Regions from separate parts of the Triticum aestivum genome. Here region 1 is linked to region 2. Evidence: chromatin contacts called from public Hi-C data. All regions are on one chromosome and are shown on one strand. The core of a region is the stretch at or near the end of the contact, and the rest is flanking DNA. Distances in the headings are between cores, read along the strand shown.

The links. A called contact is a pair of places that touch in the nucleus more often than the background predicts.
Region 1: a Hi-C map of leaf shows a contact between it and region 2, with 3 times the contacts expected there. The contact joins the promoter of LOC123096958 here to the promoter of LOC123096956 in region 2. A contact is called at or near these places in 2 of 5 Hi-C or Micro-C datasets (both in leaf).

Annotation. Positions count from the first base shown.
Region 1 is chr4D:151,307,427-151,310,371 of IWGSC CS RefSeq v2.1, forward strand. LOC123096958 reads right to left here and starts at 1,330. Exons shown (of 2, transcript XM_044518749.1): 1 at 995-1,330; 2 at 91-723. The coding sequence starts at 1,261. The coding sequence ends at 640.
Region 2 is chr4D:150,338,229-150,341,071 of IWGSC CS RefSeq v2.1, forward strand. It overlaps LOC123096956 (DEAD-box ATP-dependent RNA helicase 52C), which reads right to left and starts at 1,333. Exons shown (of 5, transcript XM_044518746.1): 1 at 504-1,333; 2 at 209-292. The coding sequence starts at 1,214.

The sequences.
Region 1 (2,945 bases), core at 80-2,579, 970 kb after region 2:
GGCGTCCTCTCGCATCCGTGACTGCGGACTGACCCCCCCCCCCCCTCCACAGACGGATGTGGGAGGAAATTTGCGGGTTGCCGTTGGAGATACCTTTATCTCCAACGAGCCGACATAAATGCACACAAATTTTATTCTTTTGTTAATTTGGACCTCGTCACGTGAATCTTGCCAAAGAGCCTAATCGGTCAACCATTTGTTCGGCCTAACCGATTTGTTGGCCATTTTTTCTTAATTTAAACATTCTATGCATATACACAACCAAAAAAAGACAAAACATTGCACATAGTTTACAAACAAATAAATCACATAGTATTCCATCACAACAAATAAAAATCTCATACCTTATTACAACCAAATGGATTTAAAATTGTAGCAAATGCATTGAAAAAAGAGTCGAGAGATCTATTGGTTTCCTATTTGATTCTATATGCTCAACCAAATTATTTTAAAGTTGAATGTGAGAGGACACAACCAAACGCAATGTTCTGTTCATGACAATCAGTTGACTCCAACACAAATTTTCACGCTTTATATTCCAATATATCACACAGAGGGTCTTCGGTAGCAACACCTAACATCCAATTAAATCAACTACTGCAATTTAGTTTATACTCCACTTTTTCATACAAAGGATCTTCAGGCAGAAACACTTAACATCATGGTGATCCTTAGTTGTTTTTTTGCCTTCCAGATTTCCCTGCCTAATTCTTGGCTCCGCCCCTGGTATTTGTACGCACTTGACACGTCAGTTCCATATCAAAGGCAAGTCCTACTGGCCAAACAATCCAAACTTCCTGAAAATGGAGCAGGGCAGCCTAAAGGACAGACATTCTAGGAGACTTGCGTATTTTTTCATTCTATCACTGAATTTATGGTCAAGTATGCGGACATACGCGTCACATTCCCAAATCCTGGACTCCTGAAATGAGTCAAAAGAAGCAGCAAACTTTGGGGCGGGGAAGGGAACTAGCCAGTGAGAAGCCGAACGTACCGGGTTGCCGCGGTCGTCGACGACGAGTCCGTGCATGGCACACGACATGGCCGCCTCCTCTACCATCTCCGCCTGCACCGCCGCGGCCTTCCTATCCCACACCGGCGCCGCGCTCGACGGCGCCTTGGCTCTCATTGCCCTCAGGGAACCGACGCGTCTGTGGTAAGGGGACACGCACGAGTTAGCTGCGGCGAGGTGCACCCGGGCCGTCGGGGCGGGGAGGCGGCGGGCGCAGTGGTGATAGGAGGAGGAGATGCAGGAGGACATGGCGGACCAATGTTTGGGAGTTGCAGTGGAGTTTCTGCAATTTGTTGGGGTCTGGTTTGTGTCGTGCCTGGCGTTACGGTCAGACTTTGGAGTCTCAGAGCGAGCCGCCACGGTGCTTCCTACTCTCTGCGTCACACGTCTTTCTTTTCCGAAGTTGATCACCTCTAAGTGCAGCCGCAAACCTCTCGTAACGGTCCGTATCAAGCTGCCCGGACCTCAAACGTCATCCAACACGATACTGTATCGGTCCGCAGGGCGATCCAGACATAATTTCTCCCATAAACCTGAGACAAATGTGAGGGGCTTTGCGTGAGTCTGGACCGCTCCCAAACCCATTTCTGACTGCCCTGGTCCACCCAAAATCCCCATCCGCCTCTCCCGCACTTTCCTTCCGATGCACGCGCCGCTTACCGTGCCGCATTCATGCCGGTCAAGAGCATGCAGCGGCCGACATTGATGTCGCGATGTGAACGGTGGAGGAAGAGCAGCGCCGACCGATGCGACCTCTCAGTAGCCGCCGCTTCAATGCTGAAGTAGGTTCCCGAGGAACCAACTCTGGACGCTGCGCCGCATTGAAATGGACCTCCCCTTCACTCGGGCCTCGAAACGACTATTTAAACTGTGCGTCGGGGACGTACAGAGCCGCACTCCACCTCCCCGAGCACCGGCCCCTCCCATCCCCCGTCTCCGTGCCCGAGCCCCTCCCTCGCCCTCTTCGACCCAAGCTCAGCTCCGCGCCGACAGGCGGAGTAGGAGGAAGCTCCTCCTTCGGCATATCTTGGCGCCGCCGCCCGCGCTCTCGGGTCCTTCAACGTCCATCTCCGCCAAGGAGGAGATCGTCATCTCCTTCGGTGACGAGGAGGACCAGGCGTCGCCGCAGGAGCCACTGCAGTAGCCGCCCCGACTCCTCAAGGAGGCCGCTCTGACGGACGAAGATTTCATTCGTCAGATCGAGATAATGACGGAGCGGTTGCTCCGTGACATTGGGACCGTAGCCGCCATCACTGGTGCTCGTGAAGGAGGAGCCGCCATCCCCGTCGCGCCACCATGTGAAGCCTGAGCCGGCATCCACACTCCTGCCGGTGACTGAGGAGCCAGCCTCGCCCCGGCACAACCGCGGCGTCCAGATCGGATGTCGCGTGAAGGAGGAGCCGGCCTCGCCCTCGCACCACCGCGTCATCCAGATCGGATGACGGGTCAAGGAGGAGCCTGCGTTCCCGCCACGCAACTAGTACGGCCGCATCGACACGTCGATGTGGCCGCCGCGCCTCCACCGCCTTGCTGTCAGAGAGGAGATGCCGCCTGTGATCAAGAAGGCGCGGGGTCACCTCCTCCACTACCTCGGAGGAGGCGGTTACAACGGTCCCTCGAGCTCGAGGGCTGTCGTGTCCGAGGCGGAGCGCGTGGCTCGCCAATAGACGAGGTACGACTGGTGCAGTGCCAGTCGGCGCTCCGCGTTCGCCAAGAACGACGTGGCGCCAGAATGGGTCCGCAACGAACTAGACCTCACCGCCGCGGGGGCGCTCGGCCGCTCCGTGACCACCACGGAGACGGCCGCCAGGCGTAGCCGTGGCCCTGACGGTCAGCTCGCCACAATCGACGAGGAGTGATCGCTTAGCAACTGCTTCGCGAACGCCGGTCGTGGAAAGGCCGCCACCAAGGCTCCACAGGCCATGTCGGCAGT
Region 2 (2,843 bases), core at 83-2,582:
GTAACCATATGCAATGCATGGCACCCAGCAATTCCACAGAGACCATTAACATCAGAGGACTTGCATAGCCTCTGTGAAGAACTGACTGCATATCCTACCATGCATATACTACACTCATACTGAAATGAGTTCCAGGGCAGAAATTTTATAAGAAACAGACAATTTTCAGAACTTGAGCTATTAGGGCCAACGACAGACAGAACCTGACCTGCTGGGTAATAGGGGCCCCGCCATATGCAACCACTACCCTGACACCAGTCTGATATGAAAATTTTCTCGCCTCTTCATGAATCTGCAGCACAAGGCAAGCACAGCGAAACAACTATCACGCACATGGCGCAGGAGATTAACTGGGCGTAATATCAAACGTCAAACAAGATCAGTTTTGCTAAAGCACATCTAGATGTGCCATAAGTATTGCACATCTAAGTCATATATCATTGATCTTAAGTGAAGATTCGTGTGGGTATTTTCTCCAAGCAAGATATATACACGACCATCACCTGCATTGACAGCTCTCTTGTGGGCGACAGGATGAGGGCAAGAGGGCAGGCGGTCCTACTCCCGCCGCGCTGTGACCGCTGCACGGGCGGGCCCCGCATGATGCCGCTGATGATGGGGAAGCAGAAGGCGGCCGTTTTCCCCGATCCAGTCTGCGCGCAAGCCATGAGATCTCGCCCAGCCAGCGAGATTGGGATGGCATGGCGCTGCACGGGCGTGGGCCGCACGTACTTGCACCGGCGAATGTTGTCGTTCAGCGCGGCGCCGAGGTCGATCTCCGCGAACGTGCCCACGGCGGGCGGAACCTCCCGGCCGCTGGTCTCGACGGGGATGTCCTCGTACGCTTCAAAGTTGATCCCCGTGTTCTGGTGCTCGTCGAAGGGCACGGGCTCCGCCGGCACCTCCTCCTCGTCCCCGAAAGGGTTGGGCTCCCGGTCCCACCTACGAGGTGGGGCCCCGCCTCCCCCGAACCTCCCACCGACGCCGCTGGTGGGGCGGCCGAGGAGGCCGGGCGCGGCGCGCGGGGGTGGAGCGGAGGACACCGGAGGCGCGGTGGAGGAGGAGCGGTTGCGGAGGTGGGGAGGGACGTAGGAGGAGCGGTCGGCACGCGCGGGGCCGTTGGATGTGGCGGGCGCCGCCGCTGGAACGGGAGCGGGAGGGGCATGTTCAGCGTCGGCGACGTCGGCCCAGGAGGTGCGGGAGGGGGCCGCCATGGTTAGATGGGATCTGCGCGGAGGTGGAGGTGGGAGGAGGCGAGGTGGGCACTGTCTTTTTTTTCTCAGGGCACAGCTTTCTGCGGGATTTCGATCGGTGGTGGTTGGGTGGAGTTTGCGGCTAAAACGAAGGCGGCTGCTACAAATCGGCCGGTTGATCTTCGGGAAAGATAAACCGCCTGCTTAGCCGTCCGATGCAAGTGCACATGGTCGTTCGATGGAAAAGGTGAGCGCGGGTGTCTTTCTTTCTCTTTCTCTCGTCTACACCAACAGAAGCCCAGTAATGAGACGATGCACTGCCTCTCTGCAGCAGCGACGACCGCCATGGTCCCCCGTCGTTGGAGACGTCATGCATGCTACTTTGCATCGCCTCCGCATCGTTGATGTAGTGCAGCACCACCGCCACTCCTGCCTCAAACGCTGCACCTCCGGTCTCTCTGTAGCGGCGTGTGCTGCTGCATCACAGTAGCCAGCAGCCCGGCAAGCTTCGACGAGCGTTGCATGGCATCACCAGCGTCGTGACGTGCGTGCTCCTTTGCAGCGTCGGCGTCATTTCATTAGAGCTCCGACGACGCTCCATTGCAATTCCAGTGCATCATTGAAGCTCCGACAACGCTCCATTGGAGCTCCGGCGACGCTCCATTGGAACTCCGGTAACCCTTCATTGGAGCTCCGGCGACTTTCCATTGCAACTCCGGCGGAGCTTCAACAACCCCCTTGTGTTTCATTGCAGCTCCGTCCGGCGGCCCTGGTGATGCTTCATCGCAACGCCGGCGAGCCCCTGTCTGCAGCACCGCCACTCGCTTGAAGCCGGCGGCATCCTCCCTTCCCTACAACAATGTCGACTCCCGCGACAGGGGCTTGTTTGCAGCAACGACTCCGTCGTCATTCGGCCGCCCCCTGCAGCGCAGCAACGCCCCTCCTTCGTAGCAGCAGCAGCTCCGCCAACCGGGATTGGAGAGGTCATGGACAGGGTGAACCGCTCGGGGAGAGAAGAAAGGTAGCCTGCAAGGGGATTGTGGTCCGGGGAGAGAGGAGACGTACGCATCTAGAGGATGAAGGAGACGACTCGGTCACCCAGGGGAGAAGATAAGGTTGCGGGGACAGGCGGTGCAGCGGTCTCATGGGGACGTGTGTCGCCCTCTCGAGGCGGTTGGAGAGATCATGAAATCATCCGGTTGAATTGGAATGTTTTCCTAAAACGAAGCGTGCGAGACTGAAAACCTAAGGCCTTGTACAACGCTGGTGCTTGTGCACCGGCGCTAGCTGCATGGCGCCTCGAAAATTTCTTTAATCCTCAACGCGTGGTGCTTGGTATGGGGTGCTAGCTGGGCCCTTTTTCTATTTTTTGCCTGCCGATGAAGGCACTGACTCAGGCATCGCGACTTGAAGGAGCAGTTATTTGTTGTAACACCGGCTGGCACCGGAAGCAAAACTTTGCTTCTGCCACCCATCCTAAGCACCTGTGTAATCAATTCTTAAGGAAAAAACCGGGTTTTTTTGTGAGGCACCTGTGTAAGCACCCGCCGTTGTATAGGGCCTAAAGGCATCTCCGGTGCGCATATCGGACACACTAAACCGTCCGCGAACGCAAATAACAGAGCCGATCATTTTAGTGCATGCGTCAAA